2 separate regions of the Hordeum vulgare genome follow, and region 2 is linked to region 1. Evidence: chromatin contacts called from public HiChIP or PLAC-seq data. All regions are on one chromosome and are shown on one strand. The core of a region is the stretch at or near the end of the contact, and the rest is flanking DNA. Distances in the headings are between cores, read along the strand shown. Region 1 holds the start of LOC123429852. Region 2 holds the start of LOC123425687 (ADP-ribosylation factor GTPase-activating protein AGD5).

Region 1 (7,123 bases), core at 2,450-4,949:
GCATCCATCTTCAACAACATCACATCGATCTTCATCTTGCGATCATCGATGACATCGACGACATGCAACTCCAGTTCCATATTCTTGTCCTCAATTATTTTCAATTTTTCCTTCAAGTATTTGTTTTCTTTTCCAACCAAATTTAACTTCTCGAGAAGAATTTCTATGTGGGTTGGAATTTCCGGTTCACATACCTCCTAGATTAAAACATATATGTCACGTTGGTCGTCATAATTGTCATAAACAATAAATAAAACAAATAGTTATAAAAGGTAATATATACCACATCCGAATCATAGACAGGATGAGGGCCGACGAAGGTGGATACCAAAACCATCGTACTATATAATAACAAAAAATAATAAAAGTAAGTAATTTATACAAGTATGTATCTGAATCATACAAGTAAGATTTTTTCTTTTAAAAAGAAGACAAGAACAAGAGGCTCACCACGGTGGTGCTCGCGACGAGATCGGCGCAGGGTGATAGACAACGGTGAGGACGGGCACAGGACGGCACCCTACATATGTGCAGACTCTAAGAAGTTAATTTAAGCATTTCAAATGAGCTAAACTAGAAGTGACACATGAAAGAATGAAGTAGCTAATCTTTTAAAACACTTGTGGAGTTGGTGCACGGCCAAACGTAGACAAATATTGAGAAAAATGGAGTTTGGAGGTCGAGTTTGGAGAGGAGAAAGCTTAACTAGTGTGGCTCGGGCATTTCATCGAACACGTCAAGTGCATAAACTAGAGTGACAAGGGTGGCATATGGCAGGGGCACACTTCAGCCAAAAAACAGAGGAGACTGTGGGCAGGGGCGACGGTATATATAGGCAGAACTTTAGTCCCGGTTTTTGTCTAAAACCGGGACTAATAGCCTACCCTTTAGTCCCGGTTTATGCCACAAACTAGGACTAATGATCTGCGGCACGCCACGTGGCAGTCGGTGGATCTTTAGTCCCGGCTTTTTTCCTGAACCAGGACTAATGAGGTGAACCGAACCTGGACCAATGCCTGGCATTGGTTCCGGTTTTGATTTGAACCGGGACTAATGGTCTTTCGGCCCTCGGCCGAAAGACCCTTTTTCTACTAGTGCTTGATGTACTTTGCCAATGATTAGAATGAAGTTGGCACCTCTTGGTGACTTTTCTTGTTACAAAAAAGGCATCTGGGCTCTGGCGACAGTTGTAAATTATTGTACTTTCTTTAGAGCATCGCTAGGAGACCCCGTATAATCGTCGAAACTGTAAAATTCCGGCGACTATACGGGTTTGGGTTGTTTTTTGTGCCATATCAGGTACTATAAACGCGGCCCGACCCGTAAAATTTTGGCGGTGGCCTGTAAACGTGACCGCTCGACCGCTATATATGTGGGTTCGGCCGCTGGATGCGGGTCGAAACTCTATCCCTCTGCCGTCGCGAAAGTCCCCCACCTTATTGTCGGCGCCTCAGATCCGCCGCCACGCGCCTCCATTCCGCCGCGTAGCCACTCCATTCCATCGCCCTTGATGGCCAACTCCGACGGCCGTAGGAACGACGACCCCGAGAGGGCTCGTCGCGTCAGATCCGACGCCGCCCGGAAGCGCGCCGCCCGCCGGTACATGCAATGGGGCATGACGCCGCCGTTGTCACTCCTCCATCGCGAGATAGAGGAGTACAACCGCGCGCGCGGCCGCCTCTTCTCCGACAGCTCCTCCGAGGCATTGAGCTCGCGCTCCCCCTCCCTCCGGTGAAGATGGAGCCGAAGGCCGAGGCGGTGCCGGAGTGACGTGTCGAGGGCATCATCGGACCGGAGGATCCCCCCCCCCTCCCCCCTCCCAGTGGAGGCGGGTAGCCTTTTGCCCGCGCTGCTCCCACGGAGTGCGCGGGAGGCGGAAGAGGACCAGCAGCGCCGCCAGAAGGAAGAGAGAGATTGACACCGTGCTCTACGAGCAGGGTCTCGCGTCGGCCCTCGCCTTCTGCCACAAGGTGGAGGAGTGGTGCCGCGAAGCGACTGCGCAGGAGCGCATCTACGTCAAGCTCTCCTTCGACGAGGACGAATAGTGAGCGCACTCCGCATCTACTACCACACGAGCTCGACTCCGATGAGCTCAATTTTGCATAGTGTGGTAGGATAGCTAGTAGCTCCGGTAGGTTAGCTTACCTTTACCCCCTTCTAGTAAGTGATGCACTCTGAATGTATTTTGTACGATCGTCTACTATGTAATGAATGTGGTTTTAATTTCGTCCGTGATTTTTTTTAAATTATACAGTTTGATTATGTGGGGTCTGTTTTGCAGCGCAACATTCCATCCCGTAAAACTTCATTTTGTCTAACTGTAAAATGCTTTTGTGGAGGTGTGCGAGAGATGCTCTTAACAGAGACCCGCTAGCTGGCGCAGACATTGTACATCGTGGGCCACCGAAATTTACACGAGCGCAGCAGTTTGGTATGGGCTGTCCACATCCATGTGCCATATGTCCTCGTATGCCATGATGCACATGCAGTTAATGCCCATCTGCTGGTGGTCGGCCTGGCATGAGGTTTCAATTTGCCAAATGCTGTTGCTTTCCCCTCCAGCAGGCAAATTTTTTGACAGAATAATTTATCTTTCGCAGGAATTGACGGAACAAATTTGACGACAACGCAACACGAATATACCCCGTCCTTGTTTATTTGGAAAAAATATCTCATAGCAGTAGTAGATAGTAGGGCCTTGTCAGATGAAAGGTGTGATTTTCCCAACAAGAAGAAAAGATGAATATTGTGAGGAATCACACGGTTAATGCCGTGGAGAGGAGAGGGGAAATGTATGAACAGCCATGCTATTACAAGAGGAACTAATTAGTGATGGATAACAAATAGAGATCCTAATGCTTCCCTCTTCTCTCTTGCATGAGATCGTGCTAACAATTCCTATTGTTCCTGACGGAGATACTAATCGAGAAGAGAGGGCAATGCAACCTTATCTCGGAGTACTAATCAAGACTTGCCACCTTGCATAATACTATATGTACATAAGACCACAAGAATCCAGTGCAACAATCTCCAAGGCCAAGCTAGCTAGAGAGCACGGCTAAAAACACAAATTAATAAGCAGATGGAGCAAACAAAACTAGCTGGCACATACATGCATGCTCCACCGCCGTCGGCAAACGGGACGCGGGTGGAGACGGCCGTCGCGCGCGCAGATCAATCAGCGTCAACGACCGCGGGTCTAGTAGAGCCGGTAGTGGCGGTAGGACTTGAGCATGGCGCCGCAGAAGGTGCAGATGATGGCGCGCCAGGTGACGCGGTGCACGGTGAGGAGGTAGCAGAGCCGGGTGGCCGTCTCCATGTCCGCCACGCTGGCGCAGCCGCCGCACCGCGAGCAGATGCCCGCCGCCGGCTTGCTGCTCCGCACCTTCCGCCGCTGGTCCACCAGGAAGCAGAAGAACACCATGCCGCCGCTCCTCCTTCCGCGCCAAGCTCTCCAGAAATATCGCTGAAACTCTCGCCGGAGGTATTTGATAATGGTGCCTGGTGGTGGTGGACAGTGCAATACAGCTAGCTAGGCCGCGCGCCGCCTGTGCGATCTGCCACTGCGTCAGCGCGCGCGGGGGGTATATATATAGTCGCGGGCCGCGGGCGAGGATGCGTGGTGGTGGTTGTGATTTTGGTCAGCAATGGCGGGGAGCCAGTAAGCAGGCAATGTGCGGGCGGTGTGATGGATGGAGGGGAGGTAGGAGGAGGGATTTAAGGCGGGGCGAGGACGGCATTGATGGCTCTCACGGTGGTGGGGAAGGTGGCGGTTAGGGGTGGCCATAATGTCGTCCCTGCCAAGCGTATGCTTCTTGACTAAGTCTATTCTCTATTGTATGCGACGGAGTACGTACTGGTTTGGTTTAACCTCGCCGCGGCAACGCCAGAACGTGGTGTGGTCCGTCAGCCAAACCACTTTCACTCGAGAGTATAGTGAGCAGTAGTGTCGCGTTCGTCCGTCGCATCTGAGAGGAAACCTTTCACCATTGTGTGGTTACGCAGATGCATCCATGATATCCATCCATCGACGGTTAGCGCTGCTTGCACGTTGACATGGAACGGCGCGATGGGGTTTTGATCCTAGACTAGAATCTGCCCAGAAAGATCGAGCCCAGCTGGAACGTTACCTGCATGGTTTTTGGTACTTCACATATTTGTTTCAGTTGAGTCTGATTAAGCATATACAGATAAAAAATCAATATCTTCATATTGATTGGTTCCTTGAATTCACTCTAGACTGCATGTGCCGAAAAGGAAGGCATGTATTTGGTTGTGGTTTGGTTTGAGACGAAACACAGGTCCGATTATTTGGTTACATCCAGAACCATAGTGTGGTAACCTCCTCCTCTATATGATGAGGTTACCAGATGCATAAAAATAAAGCAATCGGAACAAACTTAAGCACACATTAAAGTTTAACCACGCACAAAAGTTGAACATAGTACAATAAATTTTAAGCGATATCGTAGTACATAATAGTCTTAAACGAACAACTCGCAACACGGAACTAAAACGAGAGGTCATTTACGCGGTCACGGCAAAGGCCTCGCTGTGCTTCTTGCACTTGATGACCACCTCCACGTCGTCGTCGTTAAAGACAAACACCTTCATGGTGTTCGGGTGAGCAACTTGAAAGTCAGCATGTACCCGATTCTGACCTGGTGAACGGCAACGAAGCCGGTGTTCGTCTTCAGACTGAACTCTGTAGGCACGACGGAGAAGTGGTTCATGAAGTCCAGAGGCAAAGATAGAGCCTATAGCTTTCGAGGAAAGATCACCTTGCAGAAGCGGGTTGGTCCTGCCTCCTCATGGTAGTGCACGTAGTTCCTTCGCTTGGCGTTAGGGGATCCTGCACCAGGGCGTCCACCAATGGCGTCACCACCTCCTTGCCCTTCTTCAATGGTGGCACCACCTCCTTGCCCTTGCCCATCTGCATTATCGACAACACGCAATTCAAAGGTCAACATTCATTCCTACCGGCCTAACTCTCATATATTTACCCACACTTCTTAGAGCATCTCTAACAGACCCCGTATAATATCGAGCCACAAAATGCGTTTACACCTCACTGCTGAGCAGATTTGTGGGCGAATTCGTGCGCTGCACATCAGTCCCCATATATGAAACTGTAAATTTTGGAAAAAAAACATTCATGGGAGAAACTTGCAAGCAAAGACATTCATCATACATAGTTGATCATCATAGACAACATAGATATATAGTTCCTCATCCAACTACATCACACTACTACGTAGGAGGGGGGATCTGCGGGCCGTGCAGCGTACCCGAGCCTAGGCTACCAAAAGCGATGGGTATGGTAGCGATGACGCGACGAAGGAGCTAGAGGATCTCAATCCTCGTCGGAGTCGAGGTCGATCCAGACCTTGGCCTGCTCGGCCTTCATGACGCGCGGGTCGGCCTCCATGGACGCGTGCGCCTGCGACGCCGCGAAGCCCTGCTCGAGGGAGATCTCCTCAATCCTCGAGCTCGTGGCGGATGCGCGTCTCGGTCTCCTACGCCTCCCTCACCCAGCACTCCATGATGGCGCGCACAAGGTGGTCCTCCTGCCCCGGGAGGAGGTAGTCTTCGGGGCCGATGACGCCTCGATGCGGCGGGTCAGCATTGGCCTCGATCTTGACGGCGAGCGGCCTCAGCTTCTCCGGCTCTCTCTTGACCGGAGTGATCCGCCACGAGCTCGAGCGACTGCGGACGACCTCAAAGCAGTAGAGGAGCCAGAGGAGGCGCGGCGTTGGACCGCGAGCTCGCGCTCGTACTCGTCGAGCTCGCGGCATTTGAAAGCCGAGGGCAGCTGGCTACCGTAGTTGAGCCACCTCCATGCCCCCCGCTTGCATGCAGCGTCGGAGATGCGGCGGCGGCGGTGCTCCGCGTCATCGCCACCATTTCCGTGGCCGTCCATGGGGCCGGTACGGGGCGCTAGGGTTTTTTTAGGCTCGGCGACGGCGACAAATTCGAACGAAGTGGGAGAGGAATCACGGCGGAGCGGCGGCGGAGGCGGATAGGATTTGACCCGTATCCAAGCGGTGAAACCGCATAAATAGCGGTGGAAGGGGTCTTTCTGCGGGCCACGGTAAAACAATTATGGGCCGAATCCGCGATATATTGTGTATTCTGGCAAGAAAAAGGGTCGAACCCGTATACTCGTCGGAATTATACAGGTTCGGCCCTTTTACGGGATCTGCTAGAGACGCTCTTACCCAACACCGCAATCGAATCCTCTCTCATTTTCACCTCCTCTCTCATTTTCACCCCCTCTCTTCTTCAACCTTTTTGTTTCACCACCTCTCCCTCACCATGAACTCTAACCCCAACCCTTTCCCATAGGGCATGTGATGAAGGGCATTCTTCATCGGGTGCTTGCTCAATGACTGCAGGAAGTTTAAGGAAACAATGGAAGTGTGCTCGAACTTCACGAGCATGGTTGAAGTGCACAAGGAGGCCGACACTATGATGAAGAAGGCGACAACGAAGGAGTTGAAGACGTTGATTCCTGACCCAGCGAAATGCGCTTTGTGTGTCGACGTCCTTCGTTGGGCCATGAATCAGGCGACGCTCGTCACGGGGCCAACTAAGCCAAGTATAGGAAGTACAAGCGTCCCAATGACGACCATGTTGCGGTGTACTAGACGACATGAACTGTGGTGGATCCGGCGGAGGAAGACGATGAGGTGCGGATGGTGGCCACGACGCCGGCGGCAAGCGACCGTGCAAAACCCATCGTTCCTGACCATGACGATGAGGAAGAAGACAGTGTGAAAAAGACGAAGAGAAAGAAGACGGTCACAAAGAATAAAATAAGCCTACGCCCCATCGCCGCTCAATGCGACTCCAGGGTCGCCGCGGCTAGACAAGTAGGTTGTTCCCCAATCTCTATCCCCGATGTAATGGACCGATTAGGCATGAACTCAAGATGTGATCAATCCCCCACCCTCGATATGTTCAATCCCCTCCCTCACTCTCCTATCGTGTGCTCCAATTAAATCTAGCCTGAGTCAACGGAGTTACTTTAGAGAGGTCAAAGAACGTACCGCCATTGCTGATGCGCTCCGGTGAAGGTCTGAAGTCGTTGTGGTGGTCGCCGTCGTCGTAGATCCTGGTGGTG
Region 2 (7,123 bases), core at 1,440-3,939, 520 kb before region 1:
TGTATCTAGAGTAGCAGACCTTACCTGCATCAGGAAGGAATGTTTTGTAGGAATGGAATAAAAACTGAATGTTGCATAATCCTCAAATGTACATAATACGGCAGACAAGATGAAAGTAAGAAAAGTTATGCCATAAAGAACTGAACATAAGGAACAGTTAAAGAACTGTTGATGTTCTCTCCTGGTAAGTACACTATTTTGGTTTCTACTTGTTAAGCTTCATGCACTAGCCAATGCAACCAAAAGTCCGAACTGATGGAAAGGGCCAGGCAATACACATATACACTTCAACACCCCCTCTCACGTGTGATGCTGAAAGTCAACACGTGGATAGACTCAGAGGTATGGCTCAAAAGAGGCCTATACGTGGACAAAGGGGGGGGGGGCAGCAATTTTTGCATAAGTTGCGAAAGCCAGGATTTGAACTCAAGACCTTAGACTCTGATACCATGTTAAGCTTCATGCACTAGCCAAGTAGCCAATGCAACCAAAAGTCCGAACTGATGGAAAGGGCTAGGCAATCCACATATACACTTCAACATTGCTCAACACAATCATACTGGAATGCTACAAAACCAAAGTAACAGAAACATAGGCATATGAATACTCAAAATCCATGAAAAAGAGAATGGCCTACAATGTTTATTTTTTCCTTGTGGGGTATGACGGGGCTAAGCTAACCCACAGAAACTGAGTTCTGGAGCATGACCACTTTATTGGGTTGTATTATGATATGCTTACATCAACTCAATTTACCTATTTAGCAGGCAATGAGTTTAAGACGTTGGGCATTTCAAGAACCCTAGCATGCCCAAATTGTCCTGAAACGTTGTTCGCCTCATGCCAGACATCACCATTGTGGCTTCTACTAAGTCTTGTCAAAACAACTAAATGAAGACATAGCTTTTCCAGCGAGAGTGGAGTCGGAAAAAGAAGCAGTTGACTAATGCAAATGACTGACCTTTGATATGTGTACCCCAAGGCTTCTATGAATTCCAGAACACTGCATGCATACAAAGATCCCAAGATTGACACTTGCCCATCGAGGACCCCTGCAGCATGGGCAAAGTGTTAGCAATTGTTGTGACTAGAACAAGAATTGTGAGCACAAGTGTTCAATTCGCAATGAATGCATAGAAATGGAACTCAAAGCATCCACACATGCGAACGGAGATAGAGGGAGAAGACTAGACTAAAAGGTAACTATAACTGAACAATATCATTTCAACATCTTTCTCCACAGATTTGTAGTTGTCACCTTTCTAGATACAAGGACTAATGATGCATCAACACAATAAATCTATTCCCACGTGCATAGTATAGGCCAACCTAAGATATTAAATCTTGAAACACAAGGTAAGGCATAAAATAACTACTATAGCATTAACTCTATAAGCATAACACGGATTAGCAAATGGAACTGACGACTGAAATGTCCAATTCATGAATCAAACAGTTGCCTACCAAAATAGGCCATGTCAAATCTATCAATAACATAAATTTTGTCCGACCCATCAATAGCTACGTTCAAAACAACCAATTGCATAGGACCACTCACTTTGATTTGCAGTCTGCACATTCTCTGTTCTCCGGCAACCGCAGAAGGCTTTCCAATATCTGGAAATAAATGTAGACAAAGAATGACGACGGGTCATAAGCACTACACGACAAACATGAGTAACACACGGAACAGAAATATTTGATTGCAACATAACAAGCACACATGCTGTCGCTTCCTTTTGGCTCAGGTTACATCAAAGATAGCCAGTGAGATTACTTACACGATGTAATAACCCTTCTGTTCCACGATTTGTGCCACACAAATATAGGAGGCACCAAATTGAAGTGATATTTGACGGGACCTACGTCATGCTTGCCCTTATTTGGTACCGTGGACATACTAGAGTGCTACTACATCACATAACAGAGTGCTACTACTCTATCGAACAGGAGGGTGTTACTCAAGTTTTGTGCCCCAAAGGTATATGAGCAACAGATACTATGAAGCAGCATATGAGCAAGCATTGCACCTTCTCTATAATCCCACCCAAGAGACGGAAATCCGCAACGGAGCGATGAAATCTACAATCAAACCGCCGAATGGCGATTTCCATCTGTCAACTCACTTGGACAAGGCTGTCTGATCGAGCTACCTAACGCGCAACTAGCAACCGCGTCCACTTTCTTGATTTCTCGGTCATCAAAACGCGGCGAGGGGAAAGCTCGGATCTGCTCCTCATCAGGAACCGCAAAACCAATCGCAGATCCACGCCGTCGCGGATCCCGAATCCCGCCCGAAAAGAGGAGCTGCGCGTCCCGTCGGCTCTCGTTTGATTCCCGGTCCATTCGAAGCAGCAGCGCGTGGCTCCGATCTAACGATGATGGTGTTGAGGGGAAGGGGGGAACAGTGGCGACGGGACGGACCTTCTTGTGCCTGGCGTTGAGCTCCTTGGAGACGGAGGCCTTCTCGTTCATGGCTGATCGCCGGATCCTCCGACCGGGAGGGGAGATCGCAGGGATTCGGGCTCCCTCCCTCCCTCTGTCTGTCTCTCTCTCCTCCCTGTTTTTGCCGCGTCGAGGGGGAGAGAGGAGAGGAGAGGTGTGCAGAGGAGAGGGAGGGATCTGTGCGTCTCCTCTCGGCTTGACCTTCCCCACCTCTCTCTCTCTGAGTAGTTTTTTCTGTTGGAAAAACAATCTTATTTTGTTCACGAGATTATGTTTTTGTATGTGGTGTGGTGATGACGGTGTGGTGAGGGTCTGCTGGCCTAATCACGGCACGACAACCACGATTATATACCAAGAAAGGGATATTTATTTATCATACTCGTTGCATTCACACTTGCAATTGCACCGACCGACCAGTGTAAACAACGTCAGGTGAATATCGCTGTTATTTTGTTTTGATCCATAAATATGAAAAAGGAACTATGAAGATGAAGATGACACGAGGGCACGTATGGGCTCTCTAGGGCACACTGCAATGATGTGAGTATCTACAACCGGAGGCCATACACTCCAAACTTTTAAAATGTCTGCCCAGTCCTTCTTCGAACAAAAAATGTCATTCAATCACACGAGTCAAATCCAACCCAAACGACCGATTGGACCGACAATCCCCTTGCCATGCTCATATGTAGGGCACATATGGGTACACTCATACGTGTTTGTCATGTAGGACTGGCCGGAAGGGCCACACTAAATCGTTTGAAGCCACCCCTTCTTGGCCGAGCTGACATGTTCCTTTTCTCTTTTCCGTCTCGTCCACACAAGTGTTATTGTAGCTCCCCCTTGTTGTTGCTTCGTTGTCGTCCACAACCCACAACGCCTCCGAATGTGCCGCCACCGTACACCATCATGTACGTCCATCTCCTCCGGATATACACCTCATGTTGTGTGTGTTCTACGAAATGTTCGAGCAGTTTTTTATTGTTTTAATCATTTGCAGGTCACTGATGGATACATCGTTGAATGATAGCTACGAAACACGAACATTGATGAATTCATAAACAAAGAGTTCATTGAATGGTCGGATTTGGGTGACGGAGATGTTGAAATGATGACCATTCAAGTACAAATGATGAAGGAAGAGCAGCACGTGTTGAACTTCAAGGGTTCGCTAAATGGCTGAAGAGTTATTTCCTAGTATAGGATCGTCGACGCCCGCCTTCTGAACACGAACTACTTCACACTAGACCCAAAATACCATGAAGGTTTCTTTCAACATCGCTTCCAGATGATCAGAGCTTTGTTCTTGCGTCTGGTGACTACCGTCGAGAAGGATGATAATAACTTCAAGCTAAGGAAGGACTGTTGTGGCGAACTTTCCTTCTCTCCTCAACAAAAATGCACGATGGCTCTTATGATGCTTGCTTATGGTAAGTCTGCATATGCAATTGATATAAAAATCAGGATAGGAGAGAACACATGCTTGAAGACCACGGTGGATTTTGCACACACCATGGTGAAGGCGTTTGGACCAGTGTACATGAGAGAACCAACTCGAAAGGGTAGAGAAAAAATGTTGACAATTGGAGCATCACAAGGATTCCCATGTATGTTCGGATCAGTTGATTACATGCACTAGCAATAAAAGAACTATCCAAGAGGTTTGAATGGGCAGTACCAAGGTCACACCAAAGAAACCACCATCATACTTGAAGAAGTGGCATCAACGGACTTGCAGATTTGGCATGCTTTCTTCGGCACACCTGGTTCTAACAATGACATCAATGTGCTCCAATGAGCTCATTTGTTCAAGTGACTTTTGTGATGGGAAAGCTTTGTCATGCCTACACCATCAACAAGCACAACCATAACATGGGGTACTACCTTGCCGATGGTATCTACCCTCAATGGGCGGCATTTGTGAACACTATATCAGATCATCAAGGTAGGAAAAATGTCACTTTGCACAAGCACGAGGAGGTGCTAGGAAGTATGTGGAGGCGACATTCAGAGTGCTCCAAGCTCGTTGGGGTATTGGTCATGGAGCTGCAATGATGTTGGAAGCGGAGACACTTCGGCAACCCATGACAAGTTATGTAATCTTGCACAACATGATTATCAGGGATGAGGCCGAAGGGGCAACCCACGCGATTTTGAGAAGCCCAAAGTTTAGGCCCGCCTATCGAAACAAGAGGTTGAGCATATTGCCAACTTTCTTGAGATGCATCGACAACTTCAAGATCAACTGTTGTAGATACAACTTCTCAATGATCTTGTGGAACATATGTGGATCCACAGTGGAAAACACACACTAAACTATGCATTTTATGTTTAAATTATGCACTATGATCAAATTTTAAGTTTGGACAATGTTTGTATGTGCTACTCAATGTTTGTGTATGATGATTGACGTGCGTGTGTTTGAATGGATTTGAGATTTCAAAAATAGGGGTCGGGTTTGCAAGTGGAGTCATTTGAGGACCAGAACGATGTTGCCATCGGGTGCGTCCGCAAAAGTATAGGGGCCCTCCGCTTGTAGATGACTAGGCTGCCATGACATTATTGTCGCCTGCCGAAGTGGTATATTCCTCCCTCTTTACCTATCTCCGGATGCGCCGCTTGCCGGAGTGGTAAGAGGGTGCTTTATCCAAAGTGGAAGGGTTGCATCCGATTTCGTGAAGCACATATTCGTGCTTGTTTTTGGGGCGGGGGGACAATGGCGGTCCGTGAGAGAGGACAAGAAATTGGCGACTCGCCTGTGTGGCCTTCCTCGGACCAAAGCAGCGGCGGACTCCCATGTTTCACTTTTCCTCGGTTTGATTAACGAACGCGGACAGGTTGGCCACTGACTCGCCGAGCTCCGCGTATCGAGCATATTTCTTCATCAACCGGATGCGGTTCCGCCATTGTTGACGGTGAATGACATGGTGTTTGGCCTCGTCCATGCCAGGCATGATACCAGCTCTGCCATGCTCCTTGAAAGTGCATCCTATCCCTTGGTGTTTTTTGGTAATTCATCACAACATATAACTCGTTGAACTAATGACCACTAAAGATGGTTTCAGGAAAAGTTCAATGGTTGCCATAGCTAGGATGGTTTTGTGGACCCCTCATGATGCTAAGGAAACACATTGGCAAAATCTCAAAGACTCTACATTTGATCACATTGAATCTAGAGGAAATCCAATACTATTAAGAGGGATGAGGTTTTGATGATGACTCACGTGCTCAAGTTCTTAGATGTTTGCCACCATATACCCTTAACCACATTCTCAAATCATTTGTCCAAAACCATAAAAGTCAACTCGGTCCCACCAGTTAGTTTCTATCCGGACCCATCGATTTTAACATAGACAGAGCCAGAACCAACCCCTAGAAACTCACTCACACCGAGATGGCGTTCGGTCTCACTGAAGTGCAGTGACCAAGTTGTTGTAATCGGTTGATGTCATCTCGAAACCACCAAGACGAATTGATCGGAATTACCAAGACTTGGAAACAACTTAAGACATCACGAATCGGTCACTCTGAGTAGATTCGCTCGGTCCCACCGAAAAGCTAAAAGTTGGAACCTTTTGCACTAGTCTGTCCCACCGAGATTTTATGTCGGTGTCACCAAATTGTGCACAAAAGTTGTAACGGTTGGATTTTTGGTGAAGGCTATAAATACCCATCCACCACCACCTACTCTTCAAGAGAGCCATCAAAATGCAACTATACTCCCACCATTCATTTTATGAGAGAGAACCACATACTCATGTGTTGATATCAAGGGATTCCATTCCTACCATAAGATCCTTGGTTTATAGCCTCCTCAAGTTGCTTTCCACCCAATCCTTCTCTTCTACCAAGCCAAATTCCATGAGAGAGTGATTGAGTGTTTAGGAGACTATCTTTTGAAGCACAAGAGCAAGGAGTTCATCAGCGACACCTAGATTGGTTAGGTGTCTCTAGGGAGCCTCCACATTGTGTTTAGTTAAACCAAGAAGTTTGTAAGGGCAAGGAGATCACCTATGTCGCAAAGATCTACCCAAGTGAGGCTAGTCCTTCGTGAATGTAAGTCGCGATGGCATATTGTTAGGGCATATTTCTACCTAAGTGGTTTTGGTGATTGATGACAATGCTTGTGCAGACTAATCATGTGCATTGAGCTTTTCAGATAATTCATGTCTAGGCACAAGACGATTCGGTGCTCCTCGGAGTCTTTCGAGGGCTGTTGCTTTCTACGTTTCTTTTCGGTGGATTTGAGTCTTAGGAAAGCCGTACTATTAAGAGGGGTCCGCTTCGGAAAGGTTAGGGTGGAATCAGCACGTACACATTTGTTCTTTTGCACCACCTTTCCTTCGCTTCTTTGGAGCTCCACTTCATTTCCCCTTGTCTGTGCAAAGTGAAAGCAGCAAGGCGCTTGTTTTCAGTGGCCACCAGCAGTACCACTCAAGGGAGCGGTGATACGTCCATTTTGTATCATGTTTTCACGTTGGTATTTATCGCTTCTTTGGCTGTTATTTCACTTCACGGTACTATTCTTATGCCTTTTCTCTCTTATTTTGCAAGGTTTACATGAAGAGGGAGAATACCGGCAACTGGAATTTTGGCCTGAAAGTGGAGCAAAGTTGAGATACCTATTCTGCGCAACTCCAAACACCGTCAAAATCAACGGAGATTTTTTTCCAATATA

The links. HiChIP or PLAC-seq counts read pairs in DNA pulled down with a chosen protein or histone mark.
Region 2: an H3K4me3 HiChIP or PLAC-seq map of embryo shows a contact between it and region 1, with 7 times the contacts expected there. The contact joins the promoter of LOC123425687 here to the promoter of LOC123429852 in region 1. A contact is called at or near these places in 2 of 6 Hi-C or Micro-C datasets (leaf and seedling) and 1 of 1 datasets of contacts at active chromatin or transcription factors (embryo).

Annotation. Positions count from the first base shown.
Region 1 is chr2H:164,834,994-164,842,116 of MorexV3_pseudomolecules_assembly, reverse strand. It overlaps LOC123429852, which reads right to left and starts at 3,699. Exons shown (of 1, transcript XM_045113827.1): 1 at 2,719-3,699. The coding sequence starts at 3,424. The coding sequence ends at 3,200.
Region 2 is chr2H:165,357,209-165,364,331 of MorexV3_pseudomolecules_assembly, reverse strand. It overlaps LOC123425687 (ADP-ribosylation factor GTPase-activating protein AGD5), which reads right to left and starts at 2,689. Exons shown (of 11, transcript XM_045109396.1): 1 at 2,425-2,689; 2 at 1,559-1,617; 3 at 962-1,052; 4 at 1-24. The coding sequence starts at 2,475.